Linked DNA regions of Callithrix jacchus: region 1 is linked to region 2. Evidence: chromatin contacts called from public Hi-C data. All regions are on one chromosome and are shown on one strand. Each heading gives the region's core, a stretch centred on a gene start, on an enhancer-like site or on the middle of the called end of the contact. The rest is flanking DNA. Distances are from core to core; before and after follow the strand shown. Region 1 holds the start of ATR (ATR checkpoint kinase). Region 2 holds the start of U2SURP (U2 snRNP associated SURP domain containing).

What was found. A called contact is a pair of places that touch in the nucleus more often than the background predicts.
Region 1: a contact with region 2 is called in a Hi-C map of skeletal muscle, with 6 times the contacts expected there. The contact joins the promoter of ATR here to the promoter of U2SURP in region 2. A contact is called at or near these places in 3 of 3 Hi-C or Micro-C datasets (induced pluripotent stem cells and skeletal muscle).

What each region holds. Positions count from the first base shown.
Region 1 is chr17:42,028,417-42,034,955 of calJac240_pri, reverse strand. It overlaps ATR (ATR checkpoint kinase), which reads right to left and starts at 4,785. Exons shown (of 47, transcript XR_013528590.1): 1 at 4,645-4,785.
Region 2 is chr17:41,612,811-41,619,357 of calJac240_pri, reverse strand. U2SURP (U2 snRNP associated SURP domain containing) reads left to right here and starts at 1,330. Exons shown (of 27, transcript XM_078354042.1): 1 at 1,330-1,401.

The sequences.
Region 1 (6,539 bases), core at 3,536-6,035, 410 kb before region 2:
AGTCAGTCTCAAAAAACAAGAAAAAAGAAAGAAGACTCACAGGAGTGAGCATTTCTTATTTTGTGACTTCTACCCTGGAACTGAGATAAGAGAGTATAATTTTTCAAAAGTATACTACAAGATTGGAGTAGATATGCAAGTATTATATGAAGCTTACGCACCTCCTCTGAGGTAAGCAACAAATACCAGGATAACCAACATGGAATGCACCTGCCCTAAAATAAGAACAAATAAGGGGTAATTATGGTTAAGAACTGATAGACCCAAGAAAGAACACAAGAGGGACACTCAGCCCTAAGCAGGTCCCTATTAGTCACGGCTTCCTTGAGGAAGTGATATAAAACTGAATCCCTAAGGGACAAGACAGGTAAAATAAGAGTAAGAGGGAGGGTAGTCCCAAACACTAGAAACTGTAAGAGGCTCTATATGGCTAAAGCCTTTAGAGATGAAGCTGAAGAGGGAAAATAGGGTCAAAGCTCAAAGGACTGGCTAAGAGTTTGGATTTTACTATGAAGGCAATGTGTAAGCACTTAAAGCTTTTAAGGGAGTAAAAATTAAGCAAGTTTTTAAAAACTTGAATTCAATTGTTATTTCCCTGTTTAAACAATTCCAGTGTTTCCCATCACACAATAAAATCTCAGCCTCTAAGGTGCTAAAGGATGTGGCCCTTGCCTACCCCTCCCTATTTAACTCATACCACCCACGATTTGCTCCCTGTACTCCAGCGTTCTTACTATTCTTTTTTTTTTTTTTTTTTTGAGACAGAGTTTTGCTCTTGTTACCCAGGCTGGAGTGGCACAATCTCGGCTCACCGCAACCTCCACCTCCTGGGTTCAGGCAATTCTCCTGCCTCAGCCTCCTGAGTAGCTGGGATTACAGGCACGCGCCACCATGCCCAGCTAATTTTTTGTATTTTTAGTAGAGACGGGGTTTCACCATGTTGACCAGGATGGTCTTGATCTCTTGACGTTGTGATCCACCTGCCTCGGCCTCCCAAAGTGCTGGGATTACAGGCGTGACCCACCGTGCCCGGCCTTAAAGTAGGCTCATTAGGCTCCTCACGGTGGCTCACGCCAGTAATTCCATCACTTTGGGAGGCCGAGGCAGGTGGATCACTTCAGGTCAGGAGTTGGAGACCAGCCTGTGCAACATGATGAAACACTGTCTTCACTAATAATACAAAAATTAGCCAGGTATGGTGGTGGAAGCCCGCGTAGTCCCATCTACTTGAGAGGTTGGGACAGGAAAATCACTTGAACCCGGGAGGGAGAGCAGAGATTACATCACTGGAGAGAGCAAGACTCAGTCTCAAAAAAAAAAAAAAGTAGGCTCATTCCCACTTAGGGGCATTTGTACCTCCTATTTCGTCTCAGATTCACATGATTAGCTTCTAGCTTCTTAACACCATCCAAATCTCTAGTGGCTGCTCCTCAGAACCTCATCCACATCTCACTGTTCCATTTAACATCTTAATAGCAACTATCACATTTGAAAATGTCTTACAACTGCAAAGCAATCTTAAGTAGGAAGATCAGAGAAGGTGATTCTGAAATCACATCTAAATGAAACCATCCAGTGTTCAGATAGAAGGAACAGCAAGTGACTGAAGGCAGGAACCACCTTGGTGTCCTGGAGAAATGAGGTCAGTATCACTAGAGTAGATGAGGTCAGAGGCAAGCTGAGCCAGATTATATAGGACCTTAGAGGCCTTGGTAAGGAGTTTAGATTTTATACTGATTTTTAGTGTCCTGGAAAGTCAAAAGACGGTTTTGTGTAGGGGGAAACTTGTAATATGACTAATAGATGAAAAATCACTTCACTGAGTGGAAAATTTATAAGTAGGTAAAAGTAGAAATGAGGAGATCAACTAACATTACTGTATCAGTTTAGGTAAGAAATTCTGGTGGTAGTAGTGAAGATGGTGAGAAGTGTTAGATTCTAGATGTATCTTAAACATATGGTTGTCAGAACTAACTTATAGATTATTAAGGGATAAGGGAGAAAAACCTAGGATGACTCCTAGGCTTTTGGTTGGTATGTTCAAAATAACATGGGAGAAGGAACAAATTCAAGGGCAGTAAATCAGGAGTTCTGCTTTGGATATGTTAATTTTCACTTCCCAGTATAGATGTTGAGTAAGCAACCTAATATAATCTGATCAGAAATATAAATTTGGGAGTTATCAGCATATGGATGACATTTAAAGCCATGAAATTAGGTAAGATTACTTGGGAAGAGAGCATAAATCAAAAGAGGGTTAAGGACATAGTCTGAAAGCACACTGGAGAACAGTCAAGAATGACTTCTAGATTTCTGGTTTGGAGAAATGAGTGAATATGGTGCCATTTACTGAGATATCTCTACTTCAGTGAATAAGAGAAAAATAATTTTTTGTTGTTGTTGTTAATGAATGAGAGCTTCTTACGTTGCTCAGGTTAGCCTTGAACTCATAGCCTTGCCTCCTCAAGAGCCAGGACAACTGGCGGGAGCCACCCCACGGCTCCCAATAAATTTTTTTTTTAATTTAAAAAAAGAAGTCTTGTGAAGGTTAAGACGTGAAGAATTTGTATTGGTATTGGATATGCTGAATCTTAATTACACATAGGACACTCAGTGAAACTATCAGTATACAGCAAATATACAGTTCCGTAGGAGGCAGGATTTGGAAAAACATATTTGGAGTCATCAAATAGCAGATGATAGTTGAAGGCAGGAAAGTGGAAAGGTCATTTACCAAGACTACGCAGAGTAGAATCCTAACAGCAAAAAACAATAGGACAAACTTTGTCTGAGAGACTGATGAAGAGCTGCCCATAATTAGAACACTGATCTCATTTTTTTCAATAGTCTAATTGCCGTAGTCATAAGGGAGAACATTTTGGAAGAAAAGGCCTTGATAGCTTGAATCTGAACCCTAGCTCTGATACCTGCTAGCTGTGCCTTTGGTTTTTCAACTTCTGTGACCCTGTTTCTTAAACAGTGATAACTCCTGTTCCATCCTATGTCATGGACATACTATGAAAATGGATGAGCTTGTTTCATTGAAGTAGTTGTAGCGAAAAAGCCATGAAAATTAAAAACTATTAGACAATTTTCTATAGGTCAATTTTTCTATTTCTCTTGGAATGGCTACAAATGGAAGATAACATAAGCTCTACTGATGAAACAGACTATATATAATCCAAGAACCAATTATTTTTATTAACAGGTCTCATGGAGGAAGACAGAAGAGGGAAGAGAAGTATTAATTCTACTTTAAAATGAATTAATTAGTAGAGCTAATTCTACTTTAAAACAAAGTGGGAAAAATATACTGAGCTTCACAGTGAGCCTGAAAGATAAAATCTGTAAAACAACTTCCTAAAATGATCACTTTTCTTCATCTTCTTTTAGAGAGGTATACGTTATTTTATAAACTGTAAACACAAAAGTATACTTGCCACACTAATAAAAAGTGGAAAAAATTCACACAGTCAAAAATAGTGATGCAGTTAGGACAAGAATCGTCCCTTCATTTATCCTCTTATTCATATATTAAGACTAGATTATTTGCATGGCCAACCAGTGGAAATGAACACAACTGCGCTGCAAAAAGAAAGGGAAGCAGCTATCCCATCGGCTTAATGTCAGTTTTGACTGTGTATGGAGAGTTTTCAAACCGTTTAAGAAATTGGGAAGCAGTTATTCCAACTGATCATTCAACTGCGGTAGTAGCACAAGCTCATTTATTTCTTGTTCGCAGTAGTTTAGAATTAAAACAAACAAAACAAAACCAGCCCTACTGAGTCTTTAGGCCTGGTTCAGGAAAGCCTGCCTGAGTGTTACAGGGGTGTGGCAGTCATCAACACCTCTCCCTCCCTCTTTCGGTAAGACACTGGTTTTCATGAGGTTTACAGAAAACAGGCATTTGCAAATGAACTATTAAATTGCCTCCAAATTTTGGCAACAGTCTGTGCACGTTAAGATTTTGTGGACACTGAGGTCTATCTCTCCAATTTCTGACTAAAATAACGTATCGAGGACTGGACGATTAATACGAAGGAGTTCACATCTTCAATATGTACTATGACTTCACTTCAAAGAAAATAACTGCCTTTTCCATCAAGTGATGTCACTTGCAGAAAATGAGAAGCGGTGATTTTTTTCCAAGGGCAGTTTGGGGACAAAATATAAGGCTAAAAACCAATTCCTCCACGAGTGATCACAAAGAACAGAAACTGATGAGTCAAGTCTCTCGTCTAAGGAAAGGGGTTTTCGAGAAGAAAATGAGTGTAGAAAAGTGACCATAAAGTGATCAGCAGGGACTCTTCCCTCGAGCTGCAGGAAGCAAACTCTCGGGTTGGGCGAACTCTCCGGCGCTGCTGAGGTAAACCCGGGCCGGCAGACGCCTCTCTCTCCCCTAGAATCGGCTTCCCGCAGGTTTGTGGCGACGACCCCACGTCCCCACGTCCCCACGTCCCCACGTCCCATCGACGAGCACTCTGAGGGAGAAGCGCCCAAATGAGCCACGGAGCATCTCCACAAGGGCAGCAGCTGGGGCTTCGGGGATCCGAACCACGGCGCGGCAGGAGAGGGGAGAGCACGTGAAACCCCAGCCGGGATCGTCAGAGGAGGATGCAGGACCCAGGATGGGCCTAGCCCTACCTGCCCAGCTCCCGCAGAGCCGGGATCATGGACGCCAGCTCCAGGCCAGGTTCCCCCATGCTGAGGCTGCCTGACACTCGTCAAACACGCCGACGCGGGTTCCTGGCGTCTCCAAAGCTACCCCGGCCGGAAGAGAACGGCGCCCGACGGAGCCTCGTGGGGGCCAAAACTCTTCCCGGAAGCCGCTATTGGCCCCGCTTGCCGGGCCCTGCGTCTGTTTTGTAGAGGACCCGGGGGAAGCCGGGAAGCAGTTAGGGGGCGGGGCAAGCGGGCGAGCGCGCGCCGGTCGAACTTCCCTGGTTGGGTTCAGGACTTAGTTCTCAGCACTAAGCGAGCAACGTTTGTGAAGTTTTCGTCTTGAGCGGCCAGACTGCTGTTCTGAAGCCTGGGAGGCACAGCGAAGCCAGACCCCCGAATCGGGAGAGGCTAGGGGCTTGAGGGCTGCCAACCCAGAATCTCGCTTCACAAATGTGAGAACTAGGACAGTTCAGCGAGTAAAGGCCAAAAGTAGACTCCGTTTCCCCAGAGTAACGCTGTCACATTTTAAAAGTTTCTCACTTCGCCACTACTCTTGTCACGCTGTTGAGAGAGAAAGGGCAAAAGGTGGGCTCTCCCTGTTTGTTTTTCTTTTTAAGCATTTTTTTTCGACTTGAAGTCGCTCTTAGGTTTCCGTGAGGACCCTGCCAACATATAATATTTAAAAATGGGGTTGGATTATATTTGTGTCTCATCAGAGCAGCAGTACTGTGGAAATGCCACCATTACAGGCATCCACAACCTGTGATTTATTTTTTATTTACTTATATTTTTTGAGACGGAGCCTTGCTCTGTCACCAGGCTGGAGTGCAGTGGCGCAATCACGGCTCGCTGCAACCTCCACCTCCTGGGTTCAAACGATTCTTCTGCCTCAGCCTCCCGAGTAGCTGGGACCACAGGCGCGTGCCCCCACGCCCGGCTAATTTTTTTTGTATTTGTAGTAGAGACGGGGTTTCAGCATGTTGGCCAGGATAGTCTCGATCTCTTGACCTCGTAATCCGCTCACCTCAGCCTCCCAAAGTGCTGGGATTACAGGCGTGAGCCACCATGCCCGGCCCTGTGATTTAATTTTTAAAGTAAATCAATGGATTTGGGGAATATACATTTTCTCGAGAATACAGACCAGCATTCCCTAACCTTTTTGGCATCAGGGACCAGTTTTGTGGAAGACAATTTTTCCATGGACAGGGAGGTGAAGGGAGGTTTTCGGGATGATTCAAGCACATTACATTTATTGTGCACTTTCTACTATTGCATTGTAATATGTAATAAGTCATTATACAACTCACCATAAGGTAGAATCAGTGGAAGCCCTGAGCTTGTTTTTCTGCAACTAGATGGTCCCATCTGGGGTGATGGGAGACAATGAGAGATCATCAGGCATCAGAGTCTCATAAAGAGTATGCAACCTATGTCCGTCGCATGTGCAGTTCACATAGGGTTTGCACTCCTGTGAGAATCTTATGTCCCGCTGACCTGACAGGAGGGGAGCTCAGGCGATAATGCCAGTAATGGGGAGCTGCTGTGAATAGAGATGAAGCTTCCTACTGTGTGGCCCGGTTCCTAACAGGCCTCTGACCAGTACTGTGGCCCAGAGGTTGGAGACCCCTAATAGAGACCACTGCTGCTTTCCTGGAAAGCTTTCTTTGGCCTCCATGACTCTTTCTTGTTAATAACACTTCTTTGCCATCCCCTTTACTGTTGGTATTCGTCAGGATTCCAACTTAGGTTCTTTCCTCTTTTTTAGTCTTTCCTTCACTCTCAAGGCTTCAGTTAACTTTCTATCTGTTGTTCACTCCCAAATTCATTGCTTTTCCCTTATCTCTTTCCAAGATTTGTATTTTCTGTGTTTATCTCCC
Region 2 (6,547 bases), core at 81-2,580:
CTCAGAATTAGTTACTTCTTTCAGAGTTCCCTCAGCTATTGATCCTTCCTTGCAGTATCAATTTAATTATGCATAGTGTTTGCAGTTTCCTTGTCTCCTCCATTCCTCATTAAGTTTTAAATCATGAAGACAGTGCATTTTTGTGTGTCTGTAAGCCCTACAACACGTTGGGCAGGCTTTTATACACAAAACGGGGCTCAAAAATATTTTGAATAAATGAATTTGGGAGAGGTCCATGAACGCCCTCCACTTCCACCCTAATCCTCAGAGCAATACTTTAAAAATCTGACCATTTCAACCTTATTGAAGGCTGATCTTCATTCTGAGAATATAATTCTAACTCCTAAGCACGACGGTGACCTCAGGGCGCTGTGTGAACCTGCACTCACACCCCGTCCAACCACGTCAGTCCCTACACCTCCTCTAAAAAACTTCACTGCTTGTGGTGACCTGCACGACCCGCTATACTGATTCATGCCACAAGGCTTTTGTGTCAACTACTCCCTCTGTCTGGAATGTCCTTTCTATTTTCCTTGCCTGGCCCGATTCAGGAGGGCAAGCTTTCCTTCTTTGAATCCAGGCACTGATTAAGAACTTTTTAAAAAGTACTAAGTGCAGAAAAGTTCATATGTTGCTCCTCCATTTATGTGATGAAAAATGAAAACAACACTAAAGCGTAAAATGTAATTTTTAAAATGTCGCACAACTTTACATGCATGCTAGATTTAGAATAACGTCTGTATTTACGGTGTTCTCTGGTTCCACACGCCCCTAACTCTGCAGACGCCCTAAATAGTGTCTATCAGATCACCCTCAGGTTGGGTTCGGGCACAACCCTATCTCAACATTCACCACCTTAAGATCAGCAGACTGCAAATTTGCCTCTCCCACCAGGGTGGGAGCTGCCGAAATGGCGAGAACAGCGTTTCCGTAGATCGAGCGCCAGACCACCAGTCAGCTCCAGGCCTATTTTGAGTGGAAATAAAAGCTCCTCCTTAGACAGCCAGGGCAGCTCTTCAAACAGCGGCTCCCTTGCCACACATAGGTTCGCCTCTATCAAGGGTTGGCGCTGGGATAAGTGAAATATCAGTTGGCCCTGAACAAGGAGATTCTCTGAATTCCCGGACCCAGTAACGTGACCAATCGCGGAGACTCCCAGGAAAACCAGTCGAGTGAGCGCGTCTGAGGAAATGACTGACACCGGAAGTCACGTGAGCGGCTTCCCTTGAAATCACTGTTTCGGCGGTCGACTATTCAGCCTTGCATACGCCTCTGGCGGGCTTAGCTGAGATCCGCTCTTTCGGTGCTCGACTCGCCCGTGCTGCTGCCGCCGCCGAAGGAGGGGCAAAGCTCAAGATGGCGGACAAAACGCCAGGCGGCTCTCAGAAGGCCAGTTCAAAGGTAATTTCTGACAGGATTTCGTAAGTCAACGGATCTACCTCTGTCGTCTGGGGCCTACAGACGCTTCTGGTCTGCGAGAAGCGATTGGGATTGGGGTCTGTGTTCTGGTCGCGACGGTAGGCCCGGGCGCCGCCGCACTGTGGTGCGCAGGCTGAGAGGCCTGGTATCTCCTCTTAGTCCCAGCCTGGATTCAGCTCGAGACTTGCGTCTGCAGGGGGTGGTGGCGTGAGCACTTGAGCCCGCGCTTGGCATTGGGGTGAATTCAGATTGAGGTCCGAGGCCATGAAAACGCTCCCCTATATCTCAGCTTCCTGCGCTGTGAGGCCGCCAGACAGCGCCTGGGAGAGAGGCGGGAATCGATTCCTGGTGCTTAAGTGCTGCTTTTTTCTTGGTTTTGGATCTGTCACTTCCGGCCTCCCTCAGTTTCCCTTCAAGGAATAAATAGCCTCTAGGGTCGCCAGCTGTGAGGGGGAGACCACTAGGGCAGAGACGCGGGGTGGGAAATGTAGAGGCGGGAGCAACTCCCCTTTGCAGGGCTGCATAGCCAAGGTTAATGTACACTCTACACGTGGTCTTTACCTTAAGGGGAAGTAAAAAGCACTTTCGAGGGTAGAGGATTCGGGGACTCTTTCTTCATGTTGCGTGTTCCACTGAAAAGAGAAGCGCGGTAGACTTGGAAGCTACGTACGATTAGTAAATTGCATTTGTATTTACAGGGAACCTTGTGCACGTATTGTGAAACCAGTGAGTTGTGGCAGTTTAGCATTAGTAAGGTTGGGTTCTTAGTTGCCATCTTGGGCAGGATACTTAATCGTTTTTTGCTTTGGGTTTCTCGTCTCGAACATATTAAAAGTAATGGGTACTGCCACGAGGTAGTTAAACTTCCCGTTGCTGATGCGAGACGGTGTATAACACTTAAAGGTTCTAAGGACTATTATATCTTAAAGAGTGTGTGTGGTTATAAATCGGTTGTTAGAAAGTTACGTTTACAGTAGGAGAGACCCTTGCGTTTGCAGTTCTGAGAACCATGATAACTCGTTTTCTGTTTTCTACTTGCTTTCTCAGTTTCTAATACTCGGGCTGTTTATGCCAATTAGTGAATGATGTACACCAAAACAATTAGTTCATATTTAGTTATGGTCTTTCTAGACATCCTTTAGTTAGATAAAAACTTGGTAAGGGGCCAGTTTTGGCTGCTTTACAAGGTACTGTTTACTCTGTGTCAGTTATTTCCCTCCCCAGTACATTTCCTCTTCTCCCCTTCTTTTGGGGAGAAGGGAATAGTGAGGTAACGCGCTCTACCAATTCTTCTTCTTTTTTTTTTTTTTTTTTTTTTTGAGACGGAGTTTCGCTCTTGTTACCCAGGCTGGAGTGCAATGGCGCGATCTCGGCTCACCGCAACCTCCGCCTCCTGGGTTCAGGCAATTCTCCTGCCTCAGCCTCCCGAGCAGCTGTGATTACAGGCAACCACCACCGTGCCCAGCTAATTTTTTGTAATTTTAGTAGAGACGGGGTTTCACCATGTTGACCAAGATGGTCTCGATCTGTTGACCTCGTGATCCACCAGCCTCGGACTCCCAAAGTGCTGGGATTACAGGCTTGAGCCACCGCGCCCGGCCTTACCAACTCTTCTTAATAGACTCATGACAAGAACGCACCCACTTACTGGTAGGGAGCTATTACTAAAGCTAGCTACATTCATGACGTCATGTATAAGCCTCACAATTTTTGTTTCTTCTCAAAGTAATATTTTAAGTATCCCCTACTTGAGGTCTTGGATACACTGAAAACGTTTCAATGTCTGTGTTCAGGCTTCCTTCCAAAATAGTACTTTCTCGTGATTATGAGTGTATGGCTGTTCCCTATAAATAAATTCTTGGGTTATCTAGTAATCTTTTCTGTTTATATTGCCTTAGATTATAATTTGTTGATGCTATTAACAGATTTCTTACTGATGTCTGTAAAAGGAATCAGGATATCTTAACATAGAGGCTGCATAATGTAGTGGGAAGATTATGAATTTTGTTCACAAAAAAGATTTGGGTTCAAATCCTGACTTGGTAATTATATTTGCGATGATATTAAGGCAGATGCTTAAACTGTGGAGCCTCAATTTCCTCATTTGTAATACGGATACAATTTTTTTTACAAGGTTGGTATAAGGATTAAATGAACTAATGTTTATAAAGTACATAATAGATCTTAGTTTCTTTCCCCTCTCTTTTTTTGTTCTTAGAAGAAAAAAAAAAGTTCTTTGCTTTCAAAATGTTAGGATAAATTTTAATCCTGTGATTTGGGATCTATCATAATGACTGCTCAGATAGCTGCTTTTTACTTCTAATACAGAGTTGATTAGAGACAGTGTAAGGTCATTTTGGCTAATACTACAGTATTTGGAATTTCTAGCCTTTGATCTCTTGTTTGATTTCCCTTCCTCTGGAGAGAACAAATGAGTGGCTTGTATTTTACAGTACAGATGGAGTGAACAGGTACTTCCATTTCATGATTTGTCCTTTTCTTTGGTAGTTAAATTACCATTAGTATGGATGGTGGTGCTTATTTCTCGACATTGGGAAAATGTTAATTTTAAAATGTACGATATGGCAAAATTATTAACATTTCTTAATTATAAAAAGATTAGATAACTCTACAACTCTCCTAGTTTTTTGTTTGTTTGTTTTTTGAGACGGAATCTTACCCTGTCGCCCAGGCTGGAGTGCAGTGTCGCTGCAACCTCTGTTTCCCGGGTTCAAGCGATTCTTCTGCCTCAGCCTCCCTAGTAGCTGGGACTACAGGTGCCTGGTTAATTTTTGTAATTTTAGAGAGATGGGGTTTCAAAATGTTGGCCAGGCTGGTCTCGAACTCCTGACTCGTGATCCACCTACCTTGGCCTCCCAAAGTGCTAGGATTACAGGCTTGAGCCACTGCACCTGGCGTCTATTTTTAAAATGACATTTTATGTATGTATGTTTGAATGACTTACCTTTATTCATAATTTTCTTTACTGGAGAGACCCTTATGCCCTTTAATTTCCTGTGTAATTTTGCTGTACATTGCATTTTAGAGCCCGGCAGATGTAGACATTCAATAAATGGTTTAGAAATGAGCTAAAGTTTTCCTATGCATTTGTTTATCACTTGTCTAAAATATTGCTTAGTTGGGGAGGAGGGTTAATGTTATGCTGTAGCTTTGATTTTGAGAGGAGAGAGTGTGAGCCTTGAATTGTTTGCTTATAAAATTGTTAAACATATTTCCTTAGAATTTAATTTATAAAAAATTATTCTTGACTGTCAGTTGTTTGCTCAGCAAAATTAGGATATGAAGAAAATTTCATATTTTCTTTCCTTCTGCAATCTTCTGTGCTGGTAATACTGCTGATATAATGGAATTGTGTGCCCTACTGTTTCTCTCTGTGACTGGCTTTTTTTTTTCTCTTTTGCCATATCGCCAAAAATTGAGTTAGAGAGGTGAATGGATAAAACAGAAAATACCACTGGCTTCCTTGGACATCCAGTGCTAAATTGCTTTGGGAACTGTTTTGATTGACTGCCTTTGCTGATTAACAAAACTTCTAAGAAATAAGTAAAATGAGGATCTATTCAAGGCTTATGAACCTTAGGTATTTATTACTGCCAGTTTTCATCTTTTGAGGTACCTGAAAGTTTATGAAAAGGTCCACACAAAATAACAAACCTTGAAAATTAGGCTTTTCAGTATTTGCCAGTTTTAGTTTAAACCGAATCTTTATTATGGTATGGTTGTAACCTTATCTTAAAATGTAAGGTAGGTTTTCTTGGTAGAAGGTTTCGTTTTGGTCTGGAGGGTAGAACTGAACTGAACTTCCATTTTCTCTATTGATACTTTTTCGAAACTTGAACCTGCAGTATTGGTGCTGGAATATGCCTGTTGATATGGTTTTAAAAATATTTTATATTTTTCTGGATTGAATTGATTATTTTCTGAAAGTCCAGGTTTTTTTTTTTTTTTGAGACAGTGTTTTCTGAAAGTCCAGTTTTTGTTTTTGAGACGGAGTCTCGCTTTGTCACCAGCCAGGAGTGCCCTGGTGCAATCTTAACTCACTGCAATCTCTACCAGCCAGGTTCAAGCTATTCTCCTGCCTCGGCCTCCTGAGTAGCTAGGACTACAGGTGTGTGCCGCCATGCCTGGCTAATTTTTTAGTATTTAGTAATAATAAAAAATACTAAATTTTTTATTATTTAGTATTTGTAGTAGAGACAGGGTTTCACCTTGTTAGCCAGAATGGTCTTGATCTCCTGACCTGGTGATCTGCCCGCCTTGGCTTCCCAGAGTGCTGGGATTACAGGTGTGAGCCACAGCACCCAGCCCTGAAAGTCCAGTTTTTATTTTCAGTTTTTGGTTTTTATTTCTGAAGCTTTGTTTTCCTTAAGAAGTAAACCTAAGAAAGATACCCATTTGCCTTAGTAGATATCACTGAAAGAAGAGCTCATTTAGTATGCAAGTTGAAGACATCTTCCCCTCTACCCCCCACCATTTTTTACAAGGACCATCATTTTTGGAATAAAAAGAAAAACTTGCTACAAGATATTAAATCAAAAACAGTAATATTACAGACTATTTGCCTCTTATTCTAGTATGGGTAGTTTTAACATTTTATTGTACATCTGCTGTGTGTTGGATATTTTGTTGAAATAACATTTTTGAAAGCAAGATAACGTTTGTCAGTAGCACTTGAGGCTCATTGTAGTGTTGGACATCTATTCCCTGATTTAAAATTTTTTCACAAAGCCCTTTCTCAGTTTAGATAAACTATAGTTTGTTCAAAACGTACTTACAACTTTTCATATAGTATTCATAGTGTTTTGAATAATTTAAAAATCATCTTAGGTTTTTTTTTTAACTTTATTTGCATAGTGCTTATATTAATGATTTTGTAAATTTTTTTTTGAAAGATGGATACCTTGATTTGACTTGGATAGTGGTATTAAGCTAGGTAGCTGTTGTTAATGGACAGTGTAGTGTGTTGACAGTGTGGAGTGTAATTTCGTTTGGTGGTAGATACTTGTTCTGACAAGTCAAGTATATTGAGACTGTGTCACTTGCCAGATCTTTTGCTTGATGTTGAATTAGAAAATGTTAAATCATAATGTACTCATTTTTGAGGGGC